7 separate regions of the Mus musculus genome follow, and all the other regions are linked to region 4. A link is a contact called in public ChIA-PET and HiChIP or PLAC-seq data. All regions are on one chromosome and are shown on one strand. The core of a region is the stretch at or near the end of the contact, and the rest is flanking DNA. Distances in the headings are between cores, read along the strand shown.

Region 1 (3,132 bases), core at 133-2,632, 340 kb after region 4:
GACTCTCTAGAGCCATGGTTTTGCTTTTTTTTTTTTTTTTCTGGGATAAGTTCTCATAGCGCAAGCCGGTGAAGAACTAAGTGTCCCAGGTTGGCTCCAACTCACGGCCATCCTCCTGCTTTAGTCTCTTGTGCTGCACAGTCTCTTTAACCCACTAATGTCCTAGGCTCCTGTCAAATGAGATGAACACACTTCCTCCCTATTTAAGTCACTGTTTCTCAGATTTCTGTCCTGTCTGCGGCTGAGTGGCATCTTTAATGGCACCCTCTGCAGAGTGGTCCTTGTTGATCTCTAAGTTTGGGGTCAGCCTGGTCTATAGAGTAAGTTCTAGGACAAGTGAGGACTACACAGAGAAACCCTGTCTTGAAAAACAACAAACAAACAAACAAGCATAAAACAAATAAACAAAAACAAAAGAAAAAACCACAACCCCCTCCCCCCAAGCCCCACTTCCCATTAGGACCCATATGTCCATAACATTTCCAGCCAGGTGACAAGGTCTTGTCCTCTGTCTCTTTCTGTGCATGTAGGAGTGCGTGTATCAGAAGCCAGAAGTCAGCGTGAAAACTCTTTCTCAATTGCTCTCCATTTTGGTGTCTGAGGAAGGTATTCCTACAGATCCCAGAGCTCACCGACTTGACTACACTGGCGGACTAGAAATTCCCAGGGATGCTCCTGCCTCTGCCTCCTCGGCACTGCCACCACCGGCGGGGTGCTGGAGATCCAAACTTAGGTCCTGCAGCTTGTGAGGCAGGCACTCTGGGGTCTGTGCCATCACCGCAGCCCCATTTGGAGCTGTTCCGTATTCATGCCTGCCTCATCTGTGGCCAGCTGAGGCTACAGGAAGAGTTAAAAGTGCTCAGCCCTAAAAACATACAGACAAGTAGCATTCTACAAGCTGAACAGGTTGTATTTATGTATCTAAGTACACACACACACACACACACACACACACAGAGAGAGAGAGAGAGCAATAATTTATGCAAAAGAGAGGCAATGAGCCGGGCTTGGTGGAGCACGCCTTTAATCCCAGCACTCGGGAGGCAGAGGCAGGTGGATTTCTGAGTTCGAGGCCAGCCTGGTCTACAAAGAGAGTTCCAGGACAGCCAGGGCTATACAGAGAAACCTTGTCTCAAAAAACCAAACCAGAGAGAGAGGGAGAGAGAGAGAGAGAAAGAGAGAGAGAGAGAGAGAGAAGCAATGAATTTGAAATAAAGAAAGAAGGGGTGTGTATGGGAAGGCTTGGAGGGATGAAAGGAAGAAACGACACAGTGATATTATAGTCTCAAAAAATAAAAGAAATACTTTTTAAAGGCTGTGTTGTCTACATAGGCATGCCAGCAGCTGCTCCCCTGCTGGTGTAGAACAGCTACCTTCCTCACTCTTGCCTGTCAGGTGTGCCCCTGTCTCAGCCGCCTGCACTTCAAGGCCTTCTCAGGCAAGGAGCTCCTGGTTCTCTGGATGTTTGGTGATGCCACAATGACATGACTTCTTTGTCCCAGTCCTGGGGTGCTGAGGTGGTCAAGGTCATGACCCGTGACAAGATATCTATGGACAGCAAACTGTTAAACTGCCCCACGTGTCCTGCTCTGCCGTGCCCCGCTATATGTAGCCAACTAGAATGCCATTTGAAAACTAAAATCTCCCATCAGGCTGGGCGGTTTGGCCCCATTCGGCAGGAGGGGAAAGGGCCAGTGTGGCTGCAGGCTGGCCCTAAACATCAGCTTCCAGCCCGCGGAGCTGCAGGCTTCCGGTGCTGGGCGGGGCCAGAGCCGTGGGACCGCAGGCCTCGGTGGTGTGACTGATCCTCTGAACACTAATAGGAAGCCACACACCGTTCATTCTCCTAGAATAGCTACGCACCTGCAGATAAGCAGTTTCTGTTGTGGTGAGAAACAGCACAAGAGAGAGATGTAAAGGTAGGCCAGGGCCCAGCCGGTCCCGACCGTGACAATTCTTTTTTGTGGTGAAGTTTTTGTGGTCCTCACACCTCCTACTCACTTTCAATCAGTGCCACCTGCAAGCCATCGGCCACTCTGGCCACACAGACACCTATGCCGAGGGCCAGCCAAGCCTGTCCCCAGACCACTCAACTGAGATTGCTGAGGCCACTCTCACTGAGAGCCTAAGAGATAGGCCCTGGTTTGGCCTCATTTGGTCTCCATAAGTCCATTGCAGTCACTACGGTTTGTTGGGGTCTTAGTTTCCTCTTTTGCAAAGCAGGACTAATGGTAGCTCTCTTCAGAAGCTATTGTGAGACAGAAGGACTGCATGTGGCCAGCTGAGGGCGGTGCCTGTCCTGTTTATGGGTGGAGATGCTCCAGCTGGCCTCCTGCCCTATTGTGCAGCCTGTCCCTGTCGCGTGGCTGAGGAATACTCCACTGAAGCTTGAGAGAAAGTTTGACTAAGACGTGATCTATGTGCTGGCTAGTTTTATGTCAACTTGTTTCAAGCTGGGGTCATCAGGGAGGAGGGAGCCTCAGCTGAGACAATGACTCCATAAGATTGGGCTTAGATGACAATGTAGGGCATTGTCTTAATTAGTGATTAATGGGGGAGGGCCTAGCCCATTCTGGTTGGTTCCTGGTTCTATAAGAAAGCAGGCTGAGCAAGCCAGGAGGAGCAAGCCAGTAAGCAGCACCACTCCATCGCCTCTGCATCAGTTTCTGCCTCCAGGATCCTGTCCTGCTTGAGTTCCTGTCCTGACTTCCTTTGGTGATAAATGGTGAGGTATAAGGGTAAGCTGAATAAACCCTCTTCTCGCCAGGTTGCTTTGGTCATGGTGTTTCATGGCAGCAATGGTAACCCTGGGGTCCATTGCTAAGGTCCCTCTAGGACAGTGGCTCTTAGTCTTCCGAATGCTGCAGCCTTTCTTTCATTACTACTATAATCTTACTACTGTCATGAAATGTGATACAAACATCTGTGTTTTCTGATGGCCCTAGGCAACCCTGTGAAAGGGTTATTTGACCCCCGAAGGGTCTCGACCTCTAGGTTGAGAACTGTTGCTCTAGGAGGGCTTCCTCAGCCACCTCAGCACAGCTGCTCCCTTTGGACTTTCCTGCTTATGTGACCCCAGCCTGTGGCCTGAGACAAAAGAGGAGGGCTCACCTGGGAAGTGTCTTCACAGCA
Region 2 (2,891 bases), core at 380-2,879, 290 kb before region 4:
AGGAAGAAACACCGCAGTGTCCTCTTTTTTAAGAGGTAAACGGGGACTAAGAAGTCATGCCCGGGTACTTGCGTCACGCCTGGGTACTTGTGTCACGCCAAGCAGTATATGTGCTTTACCAGCGGAAGGATGGGCAGTGCAGAACAGCAATTAAAACAAAGTCCTCCCACATTAAGAAGTCTGAAGTTTTCCAACATGGCTGACATGAGGGTATTCACAGTGACGAGGGTATCCCTGAGTGTGGTTCTCACTGATTGTGTGTGTGTGCGTGTGTGTGTGTGTGTGTGTGTGCTCGATGCTATGGTTCACAGATATTACTTCCAACTAGCTGAATAGCTAGGGCAGCCCAGTCCTCACAGACAAGCACCTTTCCCAGTGAGTTCCCTCGGCACAGAACATGATCCCACTCCACTTGGCATCCTCTGTCTAGGCCACTGGACATAGCACTATCCACTCCCACGGTGTTTAGACAAAGCTTGTGTCTCCACAAGCCAAGGGGGTGGTGTGCATCACTAGCTCTCAGGTCACGACGGCAGTGCTCGTGTCTGACACCCCCAAGTTGGAGGGTCCTTCTCCAGGTTCAGAGGTTGCCCAAATCTTTGACATAGTAACAGTACTTTGTCATCTACGAACTTCACACCGGAGAACCATCCAATCCAATTTCCAGGAAGAAAAAGAAAAATTTAACAAATACCTCATACTGTTTTCAGTCAGTTTCTAATTTGATGGGAGGCAGGATTGGTATTGGCACTGAGAATCATGCAATTTGCAGACCGATGGCTGGCCAAGCCTTCTCAAGGCAGTAGTGTCTTCCGTGTGACAGGTAGGCTCTGAGGGGAATAGAAAGTGACTTCTTGAGAGCAAGGGCATCCTAGTGACTCCAGCCCTTCCTTGGCTTCTGTGCCTCCTCAGAACAAAAACAGGGCTTCCAGGATAGCATGAATATGTACCTGGCAGATGACCCCACGGGCGCTGTACACCTCACAATTAGATCCCTGAAAATCATGTAAGTGACATACTCACAGTATCAGCGCCACCTGCCAATAAGTCAGGTGGACAAAGCTTGGTCTCTCACACAATTAACATCTTTGGTGACACTGGAGGGCAGACAGATGTCCTGGTCACTGAAGAGGCATCTGAGTGATACCAGGTCCCTCAAGGCGCCTATTGACACTTCTAACCTGCAGATTTAGGGCAAGAACAACCTAAAGGGCCTGGGGGTGTCATGGACTCCCACCAAGAGTCAGGTAGGGACGTTCCCTCACTGTTGGCTTAGCAGAGGGCCCTGCATAGAGGTCCCAGGACTTTCACACATGTACCTGCACGCTTGTGCTTTGCTCCTGGCCCAGTCAGTAATTCCAATTGCTACAACAGAGAGGGGAAGGGGGCAAGGGGAAGGGGAGGGGGAGGGAGAGGGGAGACAGGCTGTCCAGTCGGTGTGAGAGTTAAGAGCCCAGCCACAGAAAGCCTCAGCTGCTCTTTCACCTTGAGACAAATGCCCCAGAACTAGCTAGACTTCGCTGCCTGCTGAGGTTCCTGCGGAGGTTCCCAAGCTCCGTGGGCTGAGGGCGGAGCAACGAGGCTCCGCCTTCAGGTTGATGTCAAGCTGGCCCTGTGGATCCAGCGGCAGTCTTCAGTTCTCAGGACGCCGCCGGCCGGAGGCGTAAAGGCCGGCTCCAGTGGACGATGCCGCTGTGCGCCCAGGATGTTGTCGCGTTTGCTCCCATTCCTCGTCACGATCTCCAGCCTGAGCCTAGAATTCATTGCATACGGTAGGCTCCCCAGCGCTCGCTCTGTTGCTTTAAAGTTCACATTCGCGGGAGAATCTGCTTGGATGGGCTGGGGTCCCGCCCCAGCTCCTTCATGCTGGCAAAACGGTCTCCGGCTCACCTGCTGTTTAAGTGGAGGAGGCTAAGATTAACTGTGGCTGTTTGGGAGTGGCCAGCGATGGATGGGTAAAGCCTATAGTTTCCGTCCTGTACGTACCCTTGTTCCTCAAATCATTATCCTACCACCTCCGGACAATCCATAACTTAGCCCTCACTTTTCGGCTGTTCTGGTTCTTCCGTGGGTCTGATCGTGCCCCTTCTTAGTTAGGCTCCTCTCCCTGAACCCTACCATCTCACCCCATCCCTTCTTTCTGCCCACCCTTCCCGACCACCCTGTTAGTCTTTAGCCCACAATTCATCTCCGCTGCCTGCTGCCCACCCCCCTCACACACACACACTTTACCCACTCCTCAGCTCAGGCTAGGTTCCTGTAGCCCAGGAGAGAATGAAAAAGTGGAGAGTTGGAGGGACCAAGTGGCACAGAAGTACGAAGACCGGGGACCCCAAAACACACTTTTACAGGAGTTCAAAGTAAAAAGAGCACAGTCAGTCATGTTATCTACAGAGGCACTGGGGATGTGCCCCGCTGAACATCACAAACACGGGCTGAGGTTTTCACTCCCCCTCTCAGAGTTTTGCAACTGAAACACAACCTTGAGATTCAAAGAAAGGGGTGGGGGGGGGGAAGGGCTGGGACAAGTATGTTTTCTGAGAATGACAGGGTCACTGAAAGAGAACTGAGAACTGTGACTCTCAGAGAGCTGGCAGTTTGGAGAAGGAAAGTGTTGCAGAGCTGCCTTCAAGAGGAGACATCTTAAAGGGTCAAGAAGGCTGGAGAGGAACAAGGGCTATTGTCCTTGCAACACACTTAAGCCCGCAGAACTCATCAGGAGAATTCAATAGGAATGCTTATTGTATTGTTACAAAAAGGGCAGAGGATCTCAAGGGGGTCACTCCTCTGCTCCTGGTCATACTGGCAAGCTGCTAGCTCCAGGCTCCTGTGTCAGCTCTTTAGAACTAATAGAGTGGGAGACTACAGGTACTTCACAGCTGAGTTTTCGA
Region 3 (3,098 bases), core at 449-2,948, 290 kb after region 4:
CGTAGACTCCTGTCCCGGAATACCTTCAGCCTTTCCCATTAGATCCCGAGGTTCTGGGTGGCCCTCTAATCAGCCAAGGCTCAACGGTGCAGTGATCGGCAGTCCTCCATATGCACCACATGAACTCGCTGTGCACTGCGGGTTGGCTGTCTCTGAGGCACAGTGCGACTTTCTGGAACGTTACTGGGCGTGTTGGCAGAGCCAAGAGAGTTCTGAGGCGCTTTGCTTTGACATTAAGAGTCTCAGCGGGGAGGTAATGTGTGACACATTTGCCTACCAGTCACTCAGCCCCGCCACCTGCAAAGCTGGGGAAAACAGCCCTACCTACCAAGAGCCTGGAAAGGGGAGGGCTTCCAGGTCATGAATGCCCAGGCCCAGGGCCTTGCTTGCACCTCTTGACTTTCTGCCCTTTTAAGAAGCCTTCCCCAGCCGGGTGTGGTGGTGCATGCCTTTAATCCCAGCACTTGGGAGGCAGAGGCAGGTGGATTTCTGTAAGTTTGAGGCCAGCCTGGTCTACAGAGTGAGTTCCAGGACAGCCAGGACTACACAGAGAAACCCTGTCTCAAAAAAAAAAAAAAAAAAAAAGGAGAAGCCTTCCCCAGTCGACATGGGTCCTGGATGTGGAGAGACACAAGCCTGAGTGTAGCTAGAGGGACGTTGTCAGCCTGAGAAGCAGAGCCACTTCAGACACACTGGGGCTGAGATGCGTCTAGCTAGGTCCAGGGAAAAGGTTAGGCTGGGAGGCAGACCCTAGTTGAAAGTCTTGGCGTAATAATTATAGGAAATTCAGGGCCTGTCCATCAGACACTTGAACGGTTGGTACTCTGGATGCATCGGCTCATCTAATTTTTGCCAAAAGCGCTATATTGACACCTCCGTTACGTATAACGAGTTTAACAGGGCTCAGAAAGCCTTTGCCCACAGTCTCTCAGCAAGGACAAGGCCGAGGAGAGGGGAGGAGCAGCCACGAGTGGAGAAGAGGCAGGATAGAAAGCAGCAGAGGCAGAAAAGGAAGCAGGAAGCTGGCTCTGACTGTGCGCCAGGTGCTGGGCTGGCGCTTGGCAAAGGCAATCTTGGTTCATGCCTGTGAAACAAAGGAGACCACGTTTAGACGAGGAGCGGAAACAGAAGGAAGCCAGCCAAGGGAACAGACATTTGTAAGCCCAAGGTGTCACCAGCCATGATAGATACCACCAGAGGGTCAAGCAGGATGTGGCCCAAAGGCCATTTGACTCCGGGTCTGAGATTTGTGGAGAGAAGGGTTTCCACCATGCAAGCAGGCAGAAGTCAGATTGCACAAGACCAAGGATAGGTGGGCGGGACAGAGTGTACGAAGGTTGCTGTTTCCCTGTTACTATTTCCAGGGAAAGAAGAAGGGGGGCAGAGCACAATACCACTGGAGGATGGCCAGGAGGAAATGCTGAGATGGGTTTAGGGCTACACCAGGACCTGGGTGTGGCTTGCCGGTTGGACCCGCGCCCTCCTCCTTCCTACAACAGGAAAGCACATTAGATTAGCGTGGGTAAACCCCTCCAGGCGCTCACCTTACCTGGAACCGTTCCCACCCTCCTCAGCACTCCGGCAGTCATCCCTGCCTTGCTGTGTGACATCAGCCCGGAGTGTAATGCTGTAGTGACAGATGCCGAGTTCCGTGCCAGACTATGCTGGGTGCTCTGAATGGGCTCTTGCTTTTCACACCTCTTCCTTCCCTCAGATGTGGCAGAGTACTCCTGAGCTCCAAGCCACGCTGGCAAGCAACTAGGCTGTGTGCCTGTACCTCCTCGCCACGTTGTAACTTCCTAGCACAAGAGCCTAGGATCCCTTTGCAGGTGTCAGTTCCTAGGACTCAGTCATCCTGCCACGAGCAAGCGAGCGCCTGTTCTGTGCCTGGCACATAGCTGTTGCCGTTGGAGGAGGATATAGGTGTGGATGACAGAGGTTCACATTGAGTGTTGCAAGCTCTGTGCTGAGAATCTGTGGTGTCTGTTGCAGTGGCCCGCAGTGGATCTTGGTTAGGAGTTTGTGGACAGGAGGGAGATGGCCCTGGGGTGTGAAGAGCTGGGTTGCTAAGGGGACAGTGAGAATCTCAAGAGACTCCACCTAATTCAGTGTGGGGGAGGCTGCGAGGCAAGGATGTGTTGGCGGCAGTGTGAGCCAGGCACACACAGGCAGCTGGTTCCCCAAAGAGGAACCATCAGAGAAGGTTTTAAAACCCATTCCTCAACACCAGGTCAGGTGAGAGGCAGGGCTAGAGGCTAGGACAGGACCTTCAGGAGGCCGGAGGGAGGAGGGAACTGGGCCTGAAGTAACCCGGAGTGTGGGGAGTGGAGAGGGACCCATGAGAGGAGCTTACTGGTAGCTGTCACTTCTGAATTCAGTGGTTAGTATCATCCTCTCCTGGAGCTGGTGGCTGAGGGTGGCAGTTGTACCATGTGATCGGTGTTTGTAGTGGCCTGTTTCCCTTCCTCCACACCCAGTGTTCACCTCTGCTCTGACGGCTCCCCTCCCCCTCCCTCTCCCCCTCCCATTCCCTTCCCCTCCTCCCTGACCTTGAATGTTGTGTGCAATGTATATGCTCTATGCTGTTCACATGAAGGGAGTAGAATGGCCTAAAGAGCCCAGTAGGAATCAGTGTACGGCAGTTCTTCTTAGCCCCGCCCCTCAGAGGTGGGGCAAACCCCGCCCACCACGGAGCTAGCACTACATGCATCCCCAGCTCTGTGGCTGCTTCCTTCTGTGTTTTGTTTAGTTTGGTTTTTCGTTTTGTTTTAGGTTTTCCTTTTTGAGACAGACTTTCACATAGCCCAGGTTGGCCTTGAATTTGCTATGGTAATGGTAACCCGTGAACTGCTGATCTTCCTGCCTCTACTTCCCAAGTTCTGAAATTGTGTGTGTGTGTGTGTGTGTGTGTGTGTGTGTGTGTGTGTGTGTGTGCACGCACCCGTCTGGTTCTCGAGTTGTCTGAAGTGGGAGCTCTTCAACGCTGAGCAGCCCCAAGCCCTACCATGCCGGGGTTGTGTGATGTTAGGAGCCCAGGGCTTCATGTGTGCTAGGCAAGCAAGCAGCCAACTGAGTTTTACTCCTGCCTTCCTTATTTT
Region 4 (2,948 bases), core at 133-2,632:
TTCTAGAGAGGAATGAGGCCCTGCCCAAGGTCATACACAGTCCAGCCTTAAGCCTGACTTGTTGCTATTTTAAATAGCAGCATAGTAAAATACCCGTATCAGAAAAGAGCAGCTTGTAGACAACTTATACAGAGAACATTAATTGTGCTGAAATTCTCAAACCCTAGCTAGTTTCTGGGTTGAGCGGTTCCTGTCCCTCCTGTGCCCCTATAATTTTTACTGTCTTTGCCATGCTTGCTTAAGGAGAAAGGGCCACCAATATGTATCAAATCTGCTCCTGAGGCTCTAAGTACATCAAGTCTGGTGGGAGAGGTGAAAGGCTGTGGGCACAGTGAGCCTTCCCAGCCCAGAGGGCACTGCCATGCCTTATGTCTACAGCCAGCCTTCCCTGGAGTCTGTGTGTCTCTGAGCTTCATTACTTAGTTACTGATCTGAACAAAAGAGCACCCTCCAGAAAACTCCAAAATGGCTGCCCCTGCCTCTGAAGCAGGAACATATATGAGCATGCTGGAGAAGAGAGGTGTATGTAATTCTTCTCCTCTTAAAGTCCCGTCTTCTTTGGAGTTACGTCCAGTAGAAATCTCTGGTGGCCAGGACAGCTCTTAGAGTAACCATTTGACCCAGTTTTCCTGGGACGGCTGAGCTCTGAGATGTGAGCTTCGCAGTGTTATTTTGGAGTTTGTTTGGTTTGGGTTTTTTGCACTCCTTGAGTCCTACCCCCGTGTTATCTACCCAGCCTGCTTTTCTGTTTTAAAAGCAAACAAACTGAGAAAGAGTTGGCACTTAGGACTTACAGACTTTAATATAACATACCCTCTGCCTGTCCTTCCCATTCAGCTAAAGCTAACTTTTCTCTTAAAGATCGCTTCTAAATTCTGAGCCGAGCCGTGGCTCCGGGTGGTCACATGACCAAGAATCCTACTCCAAGAGGCCATTTGCCTTAGACGATGCAATGGGTATAACTTCATTACTAGTTTTAGGCCTAGGGACATACAATATGGAACCATTTCCTACAAATGTCTGGTCCAAGGAGTTTGGGGACACCATCACGACCAATGTGAGCCTTGACTAGAGCAGGTCAAAGCCGAATGCTTGTTTCCTATGCCCTAGCCTTGCCCTTTTATCTTCCCCAGCTTGGTAAACGAGATGCACTATCCAGTGGACTTCTCCCAGTGACAATGCCCCTCACGGGTCCATCCTCCACACAGCTGAAGAGGCCTCCCTTACCTTGGGGGAGAACAGCAATCAGTATCAGACTAGCCAGAATCCCGCTGTGTTCCATCTTCCAGAGGGAATCATGCAACAAATAGAGGCAAGCCACAGGATGATCAGCCAGGGTTAGCACTATCCTCCGCCAACAGACTCATGGGTATTCAGAAAAAGGAAGAGTGGGGGAGGAACTAGAAGAAATCTGCCTCTCTACCTTCTGCCTTTGATGGTGTAAGACTGTCAAAGCAACAGTGGGCTAGGTGTGGGGTAAAACACAAACAGGTGCAAACTGCTCTTTCTGAAGCAAAGATTTTGGGATGATTGATACAAAGCAGAGACTATGAGGAAAGTTTGTTCAGAATTCTAGGAAGTGTAAGGGAATTTAGAATAGCCTTTCCTGGTAACAAAAAACAAATAGCAATAGTCACTGGTAACAAACAAAGAAGATTTTGGGCTTCCTATGAACAATACAACTACATTTACTCACAAACAAGGAAGTGCCACCTCTTTAGATCCACTGAGAGAAACTATTACACAAGCCACATTAGCAGATCCTCTTGTTTCTGATCAGTCTCAGGACCCTTCACAGGACACTCTGGGACACCACATCAAGCTGCTTCTAGCCAGTGGGAAGATGGACTTGAGAAGCCCTCATCCAGACATCGGAATCCTAGGTCCAGCACATAGTACCCATGCATGGAGTGTCTCAGAGCTTGTCTCCCTCAGCATCACTCTAAGGATTGGGGGAGGAGTGTTTGCATCATGCCAGCCACATTAAGCCATCTCAGTATGAGAGTCTTCTTAACAATATAATCAATCCACTCATTTGTAGAATCGATCCTCCCCAGGAGACAATAGACTTTTCTACCATGTGCTGTGGGGATCTAACTTTCCACACTGCTATAATCAGAAGGTCATCTGTCTGGGGACAAAATTATCCTTTGTGCCTGGAATCACATAGGAATTCTGTGAATTTCTGTTATGCATTGACTGGCTAAAGGAGACAATAGCCTGAGACCCTGGAACTAGCCCAGGGTCATACACCAAGAAATAAGCTAGTTGTCCCGTTGGGATGTTCTCTTCTAGGTGGGTACCACTTAGATGTTCTCAAAAGAACAGTGTCAAAAATCTCTTAAGGAAGGTCTACTCTAAGATGCTTTTCCATTCAGAACTCCAGTCTCATACATGGAAAAGTTCTGCCTAAACCCATGAGTTCTGGGATCAAGTGACAAACAAGTCCAGACCTAGCCAGAAGAACAGGCAGGAACATTCATCACTGTCATCGAGAAAAAGGCTCAGTGGAGTCTTCAACCTATTGCGCATAGAGGTTCTAGTGGTAAAGGGGTTTCCAAGTGGGAATCTAGAACCTCATCCCCTGCCACCTGCTATCCTGCAAGCCTTAACAACAACAAAAGAGAAAACGAGATAAGTCAGAGCATCAACACCCCTGCTGGGGCCCCTGCTGCCCACACTCTACAGGAGAGGGCGGAGACACCTGGTATTGCCTCTACTCAGAGTCCCAGCTCAATGCATGCTGGGTGGAGCCAGGCCAGCTGCTGCACAGGCTGTCTGGGTGGCTGGGTGGCTGGGTGGCTAAGGGACTCTCAATACTTCTACTGGAGAAGCAAAGAGACTGACATGGAGCAGAGGAAGGGTCTGGCTGGCCTCTTCCTGGTGATCTCTCTTCTTCAAGGTAAGAGTTTACTTGAGTCTCTGACCACACTGGGAAGGCTCATGAG
Region 5 (3,083 bases), core at 128-2,627, 420 kb before region 4:
GGGCACAGAGAGGGTAAGTAAGTCACCCCACAACCACACAGCGAGTAAGGGGCAGAGCTGGGATTTGAACCCAGGCAAAGCGTCACTATGAGTCTACGTGCTAGGCTCCCTTTCAAGTGACATAGAGGAAGAAGACTTTTTCAGACCAAGCTGCCTGCCCCTGGCCCTGCCTCCTGTGGCTCCTTCACCCTGAAGGAAGCCGATATTCTGCTCTCTGCCAGCCTGAGCTCAGAGCACTTACCCTTGGATAGCTGGTAGTACAATGGCCAGCAAAGCTACAATCACACACACACACCACCCCCATTCCCCACTCCATGCCAGCTGTACTCTCTGCTGCCCTGCTGGAGCCCCTCTTGTCCGGGGCCTTTTCTAAAGGGATGAAAAAGTTAACAATTCCCAGGCAACTTTGAACTGTGCCCCTGTAGTGATCAGCCAGCCGCAGGGTCTGGTGAGTCCAGATCCCTCCAGTAGCCAGAGGGGGTCAGTGCTGGTGAACCTCAGGTATGGGTTGTTCAGAAAGGTCAAAATCTAAGGAGAAGCCACAGTGACCCAGGCTCTGCATCCATGCAGAAAGTCTTCCCACACTTCCGTCATGTTCAAGGTCAAATGGGGAGCTAGCATCAGCCTCAGCCAGATCCAAGACAGGACCCCAAACCCCACCCCACCCCCATTTCCCTTTCAGGAAGCATTTAATGAGTCCCTCTTCCACCAGTGTTCTAGGTCAGAAAACTCAACATCTATGGACCGGCAGGGGTCCTCTTGGGCTCCAGGCCTGAGTCTGTGGATTTCAAAACGCTGGGCTTTTCTTGTGACCCTAAGCCTTCTGGGGAAGGCTAAGCTAAAGGGCTGCTCCTCCCATCTCCAACCCCGGCAGCCCCTGACCACTTTGAAATCTTAGTTCTCCATCCAAGATGAGAAAGTCACACTGGGCAGGGCGTGGAAGGCTGAGGCAGGAAGAATGCAGTGAATTTTAGGTTATTCTGGGCTATATGAGTTCCAGGCCAACCTGGGCTACAGAACAACACCCTGTCACCCAGAACAAAGTCACATGTACACACACACGTACACACACACACACACACACACACACACACAAACACACAACACACATAAACACACACACTTCTGATGCTCCAACTTCTGCTATTCTGCTCTTTTTCTGTGGGGGTGGGGTTGAGGATCCCTTCTGAATGCTAATTTTCTAAGAGAGCCACTGGCTGGGGAACTCCAAGGAACAGGAGAGGGAAGGGGTCTAGCTGCCCACCAGAGCCAGTCCCAGGCAGAGTCCTGCCAGTCTCACCACTGTTCGCTGACAGATCTGATATTTCCCCAGCCATCGGGGCTTCTCCACGACGGTCTTCCTGTGGCCTCTACTATGGGGACAGTGTCTGCCGTGGCCAGGGCAGAGGTGGGGGGGCATTAAATATTAACAGTGTCAGGTAATATTTACCCCAGTCACAAGAAAGGCTGAGTGTCCCCAGAGGGGCTCTTGCTGACCCAGGCAAGGGGAGGTATGGGGGGAGCCAGAGGCAGGGAGGAGCTGCCTGAGGTCTCCAGCCCCTCCCAGAGGAAATTTCCAGAGAGCAGGGCTGGGATGGGCAGCAACAGTATTCTTCCATCAGCCGGGGAAGCCGCAGCTGGGAGTGAGATGAGGAAGTGAGAATTTCAAGATGCACTCTCGGTGAAGGGCACATGGGAAGTATAGATAGGGGTCCTGGGTCGGGATGGGGACTTCCAAGTCCCTTAGCCTCCAGAGCTTCCTGCAAGGCCCTGTGGATAGCACCGTGACAGCTTACATTCTCATGGGGCAGTCATGTCTCCCCGCCGTGTTCCTAAGGAGCCCGGCCTGGCTCCCTTCTTACCACAGTCCTGTGAATCTTGGGTCCCCAGCAGGATCAGCCTCAATAGCACTGCTGTCCCTGACAGCCTGTCCTGACTTGTTTTATTTATCCTGGTCCCGAGGCCACCACAGTTAGCCACTCACACCTCAGTCTGAAATCCTCCACCATCCCTGACTAATGTCCTATCCTGATGCCCAACACTCCCTCTTGCGGCTGTCACCATATGCTTATGACTCTTTCAGGAAGAAGCTCAGCTTGATCTTAGGGCTTACAAAGCATTTTCTAGCTGTTGTCTCCCTTTTGCTTTAGTTCCTCTCTTGACATGAGCTATCTGAGGTATGGAGAAGCTGAGGCCCAAGGTCAAACATCCAGTGAGAGTTGAAGACAAATAATGGCTATCCTTTGAGATCCAGGGCTCAAATGCTATGGCCATACCCACCCACCCACCCCCAGCCTGTCCTGCACTCACTGTAACCATCCCCTTGGTAACTATGGTGTGGATTCTGTAAGACCACAGTCTTCTTTGGGTTCCAGATGGTCGACTTGGCCTCCAAGAAGCTAATATCCAACACTAGCAGATGATATATAAATAGATACACAGGTGATAGGTAAACAAGAAATAGATGATAGATAGATAGATAGATAGATAGATAGATAGATAGATACATACATACATACATACATACATACATACATACCTGCATGCATACCTGCATGCATACAAGCTATATAAGTGATAGGTTGATGGAGAAATGATACCAAGATGGATAATAGATTTATGGATAGATGGATAGATGATAGATAGATAGATAGATAGATAGATAGATAGATAGATAGATAGATAGAGATAGATGGATGAGTGCATGCATAATACATATATATACACATACATAGCTACATACATACAGGCATACATATATACATATGCGCATGCATACATACAAACTACATAGAGGATAGCTAGATCTATAAAGGATTTATGAATGGATAGGTGATAGACAGACAGACAGACAGATATTTGCTCCCCTGGTGCAGTCAGTCCTTCTGAGAGGAAGGGCTCCATCTGTAGGTGCCCCTCCATCAATGTCAGGACACTGGCACTCACCACTTGCCTTTGTCATTTGCTTACCTTTCCATTGCCGATTTGTTTATCTCTCCATGTCTATCTTGTCATCTATACAGTGGGCAGGGCACAGGACTCTGGGAGGTTGTGGGGACTGAGATAGGCACTTCAGAATATGG
Region 6 (3,019 bases), core at 308-2,807, 450 kb before region 4:
CCAAGCAGAACAGGCCCCTGGGGATCAGCCTGGCACCTAAGACCCAATTAAGGCACCAAGGAAAAGATAGGCCTGTCTGGCAAGGCTGCCTGGCGCCCAGCACAGATGCTGGTGCTCTGAATGGCAAGGGAGCCAAGGATCTGCAGACCCAAAGGCCACCCAGGGCCGCCATACCTGGTAACTCCTGTCTACCCACAAGACCTAGTTGTGGCAACTTCCTGCCTGCGTAGGAGAGGGCTCTGCCCCTCCAGCTGTTGCCCTGTGGCCTTCTGGGCCTTTCTCCACCCCCACCCCCATCTGCTCCTTCCCTATCAAATAACTGGGGCTTCATTTATTAATGCAGCGCTCCTGGGTGGGGGTGGGTGCAGTCCTGCAGGTATTTGTGAAGGAGGCTGCAGGGCTGAGAAATGGGCTGTTCCTGGGAGCAAGGTTAGGGACAAAGCAACTGAGTGTGGCCACAGCTCTGGTCCGTGTTCCTTGCCTGACAAATGGAAAAGGGAAGGGGGTTGGAGTGAGAGCTATGGAGAGAGAAAGCCGCTCCTCACCTTATGTATATTTAATATTAACGTAATTAAAGCTGTGAGCCAAACCAGCCTGCCAGGGTGGAGGGAAGCAGGAAGAGCCCCAAGAAAGAAAATTGGTGTGTGTGGTGTGTGTGTGTGTGTGTGTGTGTGTGTGTGTGTGTGTGTGGTGTGTACTGGAAGCAGGAGGCAAGATTGTTGCTCTCAGGTGGGATGAAGAGGTCAGATTAGGAGTCCAGGGGGGCAAGGAGTTAAGCAAGCAAGTCTAGCCTTGGTGTGTTACCCGGTGGCCCCCTTGGCCTGAGAAAGTCCATTACTTTGCTCACCATTTGAGGCCACCCGCTACCCAGCACCCGTATCTTCTGGACAGAATCCCAGTGGACTAGGCCATCAGACTGGCTCTGAGTAGGCCATCAGACTGGCTCTGACCCGGCCATAGCACTAATAAGGGCTAGGTTCCTCCTTTAATCTACCGAGCATTGCTTTGGGCTCTGGCAGGTTACAAACTCCGTACATCTCCAGGCATTAGCAGAGGACTAGACCCCTCCCCCGGGCTCTTGGCTGTCCTTCTCCATTGCCTAGAGGGGCAAGAATTATTATTGGACCAGGCCAACCCATGCAAAGGGGGCGAAAGGAGAAGCTGCCCTCTGGGCGCGAAGGAGAAAAGTTAGAGGCTTGAGCAGGTAAAGCCGAGAAGCGTCTGTGCTCTACAGCGCAAGGGCGCGGAGTTCGGCCGCCTCCTCTCCCTCCTGCCATCTGCGCGCCCGGGGGCACGTCCTCTACCACAGCCTAGAAGCTCAACTGCCCGCGCTGCCCAAGTGTCGATTTGGTGCCCAGATTGCTAACCATCGAAAATGCCTGCTTTTTGCCAACCCCTCAGTCCCGGCTGCCTCTCAGATCAGGTGCACGGAACCCCGGGAGCAGGTCTGGACATGCCGGACACCTGGACCCACCCCTAGCAACCTTTTCTCTCCCGGGAAAGGGACACGCCCCCCAGTCTGAACACTTGTCCCCAGGTCCAGCAGGCCAAGCGCCGGAGCGGAGAGTCTTGCACCTTGGGGCGCGCTGCCTAAGGTGGTCAGGGAGACGCAGAGAAGCCGGAGCCAGCGCCTGGGGTACAGGGGTGAGACATAGGTGATGGCGACTCTTGGGTCTGAAGAACAAACTTGGTGTCCGAGGGAACCCCCACCCCTGGGGACCCCTAGCTCCCCAGCCCTGCACCCAGCCAGGCGCGGATAAGCGCCATGCGGTGCGCCGGCATTTGCGCCAGGGCGGGGGTCGAGGGCGGTCGAGGGGCGCACGAAGCTACGGCAGGAGTGATCTTCCCTAGGTCCAAGGACCCAAATACCGAGGGCTCCCGGATGAAGTCTCAGTCCGAGGACCACCTGGCTCGCAGGGCACCCCGGGGTCCCAGCTCCAGCAAGCCGCGGGAGCGGGCTGGGGGCTGGGGGAGGGGGCCAGGGCAGAACTAAAGCTGGGCTGCGATGGGAAAACCAGGGGTTCCTTTGCCACCGCCCCCCACGGGCGCGCCCCTAAACGGCAGGCGCAGGGGGGCTGGCAAGCGGTCCCAGGCTGACTCTCACCAGACCCTTCTCTCGGAACCGCCCCAGCTCTCGCGCCCACCCAGCGCCATGCACCCGAGTGGGTCCAGCACTCGGGCACCTGGAGCCCACTGGGCACCGCACCTTGCCTCCAGCCGCGCGCATCCCAGCCCCGCCGCCTCCACCGCCCAGCCGCCGGCAGCGCGGGTCTCACCTTTGTGTAAAGAGTCCAGGAGCAGGAGGAAAGTTACCAGCCACATGCCATAAAGAGGCCCTATTCTCCGGGGAGGTGGTCCTGTGGCCGGCCGTGCGGCAGCGCCTCTCCCCCGCTCAGCGCGCTCCCAGCCGCCCGCACTCGGCGCCCCGCTCTCTCTGCTCCTCAGCCCAGCGCGCGGCGGCGGCTCCTCCCTCCTCGGCTCCCCGGCTCCTGTCATCCACGGGGCTGGGCTAGGCGGCCGCTTTCCCCGCCCCAGCCCCCCGCGACACCCCGGGGTGGTGAGTGCTACTCCAGCCCCAGCCTGGGGTCACTTAGTCCCACAAGCTTAGGGGACAGAGGTGGGGACCCTGACCAGACAGTCTCGATCCTGCTCCTCTGGTCGAGAGAGGAGAGGGGTCCCTGTAACTCGCAGGCTTTTGAGCCTATGGTCGCACAGAGGCATATGTCATACATGTGCTAAGAGTCTGCCATGTAAGGGGAAAAGAACACGGGTTTTTCGCCCGGCCGGTCATTCAAAGCCATTGCTGGCTGTTTCTTTTGGACTCAGTTTCCCTCCACGAATGGGAGAGCATAGGTGCTCTGAGTAACATCTGGGCTAAAAATCTTTGAAGACATTTGGTACTCTATATCTCAATGCCCAATCGTACGTGTTGCTCCCAAACCCTTAGTCACTTCTGCAAGTCAGCTTCCTGGAGAAGCTGTCTCAGACCACCCATCCCCAGCACTGTCCAAATATACAC
Region 7 (2,717 bases), core at 185-2,684, 310 kb before region 4:
CCCTCTTTGATTGTCAATGTATTTATCTTGAAAAATGGAGATAATGAAGCCAACCAATCCCTGAGTTTATGAGGTTATTAAGTAATATTATAGGTGCAAATGAAATACTATCAGTACCAACTACAGAGCAGATAGCAGGTATTCATTTATTCAACAACTAAACATTTTTAGAAATGTGTTTTTGGGGATAATATATATTTGGGTTCCACACACACACATACATATATCAAAGATATGTACATATATACACATACATAGATGTGTGCCAGGCTCCATCCTAGTTTTGGGAATAAAAACAATAGGAGGTGCTGCCAGGCTGTGAGGTACTCTCCACATGCTGGTAGGAAGGAGGAGATAATGGGCCTCCAGTATGGATAGAAGGACATTGGGAGACAGGGCATCTCCCAGGATATGAGCCTCCTTGTTCCCCAGATGACACTATTAATTCCCCAGATTTCTAGCTATTCAAGAGTTGAGAAATGGCCCAGTGTTCTCTCCTCCTTGGCTGTCTCAAGTAAAACCAGCCTTCAGCAAAGCTCAAGTCCACCCAGAGAGCTATGAAGGGAGGGCCCAGTCAGGCTTCAAAATGCTTGCCTTGTTAATGATGTACAGCCAAGTCTTTCAACACTCCTATGACCCATTACCCTGTCACTTGGGTTCTGGAAATTTCCTCCAAGGAAATGATCTTAAAACCAAACAAAACAAAACTTCACCTGCAAAATTAAATCTCAAAATGCATTTCGACAAAATGCATGGCCCTTAGCCACAAAATCCCTCTCGTGACAGCCCGCCCTGAAGACGCCATTGTAGAGCTCCCAAGGAGTGGGCGGCACAAGGATCATCTATCTTAGCACTTTAAGTGAGAGTTTTTAATCTAATGTCAATTAAGAGAGGAGTTGACTAGGTAGATGTGGTATTTTCAGAAATAAAATTCAAAACACTGAACAGTCAATGTAAGCAAGAGTTCAGAGTGTCTATCTTGTACCAGGTGTCAACTTTATAGGTGCCTGATTTGGGGAACGTTGAAGAGGGTGCCAGGGCTGGGATGGGGGCAGATTGAATGTTTCATCAATGGTCATTCTCTGTTACTGAGCTGAAAAGACAGATAGCCAGAAGAGAGCTATGCAGACATGTAAAAAGATGTAATCTCAGAACTTGGAAGGCTGAGGCAGATGAATTGCCAAATTGAGCTCCAGCCTAGCCTAGACTGAAAGTAAAACCACACATACATATAGGTGTGTGTGTGTGTGTGTGTGTGTGTGTGTGTGTGTGTGCGTGTGCATGTACAGGTGTGGTTTCCATATATATGGAAAAAAAACCCTCAGAACTCAAAACTGAAAACGATTGTGGTATAAATTCTATGCCTTTGTAAAGATTCACCAAACCATACTGAGGCTTAGTGGGCGTTTTCTCTGTCATGATATCACCAGCTTCTGAGGCACTGTGGTATAGAGTAGCGACTACAATTCTGTGTTCTGAATATAAATGAATCTGCACAGCCCTCAGTGTCGGGATGTCCTAAGAAAGTAGAGCTTTTAGGAGGTGAGCCCAGAAGGTGGCCTTTACTAGTTTTCCCCAGGTCTCTGGCTTCCTATTTGTGGTGTCATCTGCCTCACGCACGGTCTCCCACCATGATACCGTCTGTCCCGAGGTGCTGCAGCCAAGCCCCACTAGAGCCTTGCTGCTTGGGCTTCTTAAGGACAAAGGAAGAGTTCAGATAGGTGATAGCTTATTTCCCAGCAGGAATGACACAAGAAAGAAGACTATGCGGTACCATCTTTAAAACATCAAAAGGACGGGGCTGGAGAGATGGCTCAGCCCTTAGGAACACTGACTGTTCTTCCAGAGGTCCTGAGTTCAATTCCCAGAAACCACATGGTGGCTCACAACCATCTGTAATGGGATCCAATGCCCTCTTCTTGTGTGTCTGAAGACAGCTACAATGTACTTATATACATATAATAAATTTTAAAAAATACTTTAAAAAACATTAAAAGGAAAACAAAACACAGTCCAAGCAAAACTGCCTCCTAAAAATAAACTCTTCAGATGCATCAAAGCTAACGGAACTTCCCCAGGTGAGCCACACTGCTCAGGGAAACTGTTCGAGCACAGAGAAATGATACTGTGTGGGAATCAGGGGCCTTCATAGTGGGCCTCGGAATGCTTTGGATGGTAGTAACTTTGTTAGTAAATGTAATTCTTAAAAAATAATTAAAGCCCTTTTAACTACAAAAGACTATTAAATCTAAAAGAAACCTGTGATTTATTGTGGGGGTTTAAAATATATGTAAAAACAAAAGTAGGGTAAAAGCTGGGAAGAGAGAGACACACGTGTGTTATAGGTTCTTGTACTGTGCATAAGAAAGTGTCACATGACCACTTGGAAGTAAAGTCACGTATATAACCTCAAGAGCAGCCAAGCTCACCCCAATAACAGAGTCAGAATATGCATAGAGCTGAGTTGGGAGAGTGTTGGCCAAGCATGCATAAAGCCATGGGTTTGATTCCCATTCCTATTTAAACTGGTTATGGTGGCACATGGCACATGCCTGAATCTCAACACTCAAGAGGGGAAAGCAAGTGGGTCAGAAGTTTAAGGACAGCCTAGATTACACAAGACCTTGTCTCAAAAAAAAAAAAAAAAGCTAGCAAAGAGAAGGTGAAATTACTTCATCCATCCAGAGATGGTGGAAACAAACAGGAAACAGGAAATA

What was found. ChIA-PET counts read pairs in DNA pulled down with a chosen protein or histone mark. HiChIP or PLAC-seq counts read pairs in DNA pulled down with a chosen protein or histone mark.
Region 1: a contact with region 4 is called in an H3K4me3 HiChIP or PLAC-seq map of the SCID.adh cell line, with 12 read pairs. The contact joins the enhancer-like site here to the promoter of Cd3d in region 4. A contact is called at or near these places in 1 of 39 promoter capture datasets (the C10 cell line), 1 of 15 datasets of contacts at CTCF or cohesin (embryonic stem cells), 1 of 484 Hi-C or Micro-C datasets (the G1E-ER4 cell line), 3 of 115 datasets of contacts at active chromatin or transcription factors (the SCID.adh cell line, effector CD8 T cells and embryonic stem cells) and 2 of 9 other capture datasets (liver and pancreatic islet).
Region 2: a contact with region 4 is called in an RNA polymerase II ChIA-PET map of memory CD8 T cells, with 224 read pairs. The contact joins the promoter of Il10ra here to the promoter of Cd3d in region 4. A contact is called at or near these places in 4 of 39 promoter capture datasets (hippocampal neurons, neural stem cells, pre-B cells and 1 more), 1 of 484 Hi-C or Micro-C datasets (granulocyte-monocyte progenitors) and 2 of 115 datasets of contacts at active chromatin or transcription factors (effector CD8 T cells and memory CD8 T cells).
Region 3: a contact with region 4 is called in an RNA polymerase II ChIA-PET map of effector CD8 T cells, with 13 read pairs. The contact joins the enhancer-like site here to the promoter of Cd3d in region 4. A contact is called at or near these places in 1 of 39 promoter capture datasets (embryonic stem cells), 1 of 484 Hi-C or Micro-C datasets (the G1E-ER4 cell line), 1 of 115 datasets of contacts at active chromatin or transcription factors (effector CD8 T cells) and 3 of 9 other capture datasets (adipose tissue, embryonic stem cells and pancreatic islet).
Region 5: a contact with region 4 is called in an H3K27ac HiChIP or PLAC-seq map of embryonic stem cells, with 2.5 times the contacts expected there. The contact joins the promoter of Fxyd2 here to the promoter of Cd3d in region 4. A contact is called at or near these places in 7 of 39 promoter capture datasets (the C10 cell line, hippocampal neurons, liver and 4 more), 5 of 115 datasets of contacts at active chromatin or transcription factors (bone marrow-derived macrophages, embryonic stem cells, large pre-B cells and 1 more) and 4 of 9 other capture datasets (adipose tissue, embryonic stem cells, liver and 1 more).
Region 6: a contact with region 4 is called in an H3K27ac HiChIP or PLAC-seq map of embryonic stem cells, with 4 times the contacts expected there. The contact joins the promoter of 4833428L15Rik here to the promoter of Cd3d in region 4. A contact is called at or near these places in 3 of 39 promoter capture datasets (liver, pre-B cells and stem cell-derived epiblast-like cells) and 1 of 115 datasets of contacts at active chromatin or transcription factors (embryonic stem cells).
Region 7: an RNA polymerase II ChIA-PET map of memory CD8 T cells shows a contact between it and region 4, with 157 read pairs. The contact joins the enhancer-like site here to the promoter of Cd3d in region 4. A contact is called at or near these places in 2 of 39 promoter capture datasets (embryonic stem cells and hippocampal neurons), 1 of 484 Hi-C or Micro-C datasets (natural killer cells), 3 of 115 datasets of contacts at active chromatin or transcription factors (CD8 T cells, effector CD8 T cells and memory CD8 T cells) and 1 of 9 other capture datasets (macrophages).

Annotation. Positions count from the first base shown.
Region 1 is chr9:44,644,846-44,647,977 of GRCm38.p6, reverse strand. No RefSeq gene overlaps it. Among named protein-coding and RNA genes, the nearest start is that of BC049987, 26 kb to the left of the region's middle. Within about 2 kb of position 1,382, at least 107 of the 459 cell types and tissues checked have an H3K27ac peak or open chromatin away from gene starts, as enhancers often do. A contact at or near this core is called in the G1E-ER4 cell line, the SCID.adh cell line and effector CD8 T cells, where this site is marked.
Region 2 is chr9:45,267,887-45,270,777 of GRCm38.p6, reverse strand. Il10ra (interleukin 10 receptor, alpha) reads left to right here and starts at 1,629. Exons shown (of 7, transcript NM_008348.3): 1 at 1,629-1,772. The coding sequence starts at 1,706.
Region 3 is chr9:44,690,396-44,693,493 of GRCm38.p6, reverse strand. The region is part of intron 20 of Phldb1 (pleckstrin homology like domain, family B, member 1); the gene reads left to right. Among named protein-coding and RNA genes, the nearest start is that of Treh, 19 kb to the right of the region's middle. Within about 2 kb of position 1,698, at least 134 of the 459 cell types and tissues checked have an H3K27ac peak or open chromatin away from gene starts, as enhancers often do. A contact at or near this core is called in adipose tissue and effector CD8 T cells, where this site is marked.
Region 4 is chr9:44,980,220-44,983,167 of GRCm38.p6, reverse strand. It overlaps Cd3d (CD3 antigen, delta polypeptide), which reads right to left and starts at 1,382. Exons shown (of 5, transcript NM_013487.3): 1 at 1,228-1,382. The coding sequence starts at 1,282. It overlaps Cd3g (CD3 antigen, gamma polypeptide), which reads left to right and starts at 2,737. Exons shown (of 7, transcript NM_009850.2): 1 at 2,737-2,902. The coding sequence starts at 2,848.
Region 5 is chr9:45,404,384-45,407,466 of GRCm38.p6, reverse strand. Fxyd2 (FXYD domain-containing ion transport regulator 2) reads right to left here and starts at 1,377. Exons shown (of 6, transcript NM_007503.4): 1 at 1,301-1,377. The coding sequence starts at 1,337.
Region 6 is chr9:45,429,770-45,432,788 of GRCm38.p6, reverse strand. It overlaps 4833428L15Rik (RIKEN cDNA 4833428L15 gene), which reads left to right and starts at 1,557. Exons shown (of 5, transcript NR_040732.1): 1 at 1,557-1,644. It overlaps Dscaml1 (DS cell adhesion molecule like 1), which reads right to left and starts at 2,436. Exons shown (of 33, transcript NM_001081270.2): 1 at 2,277-2,436. The coding sequence starts at 2,322.
Region 7 is chr9:45,290,593-45,293,309 of GRCm38.p6, reverse strand. No RefSeq gene overlaps it. Among named protein-coding and RNA genes, the nearest start is that of Il10ra, 23 kb to the right of the region's middle. Within about 2 kb of position 1,434, at least 36 of the 459 cell types and tissues checked have an H3K27ac peak or open chromatin away from gene starts, as enhancers often do. A contact at or near this core is called in CD8 T cells, effector CD8 T cells and memory CD8 T cells, where this site is marked.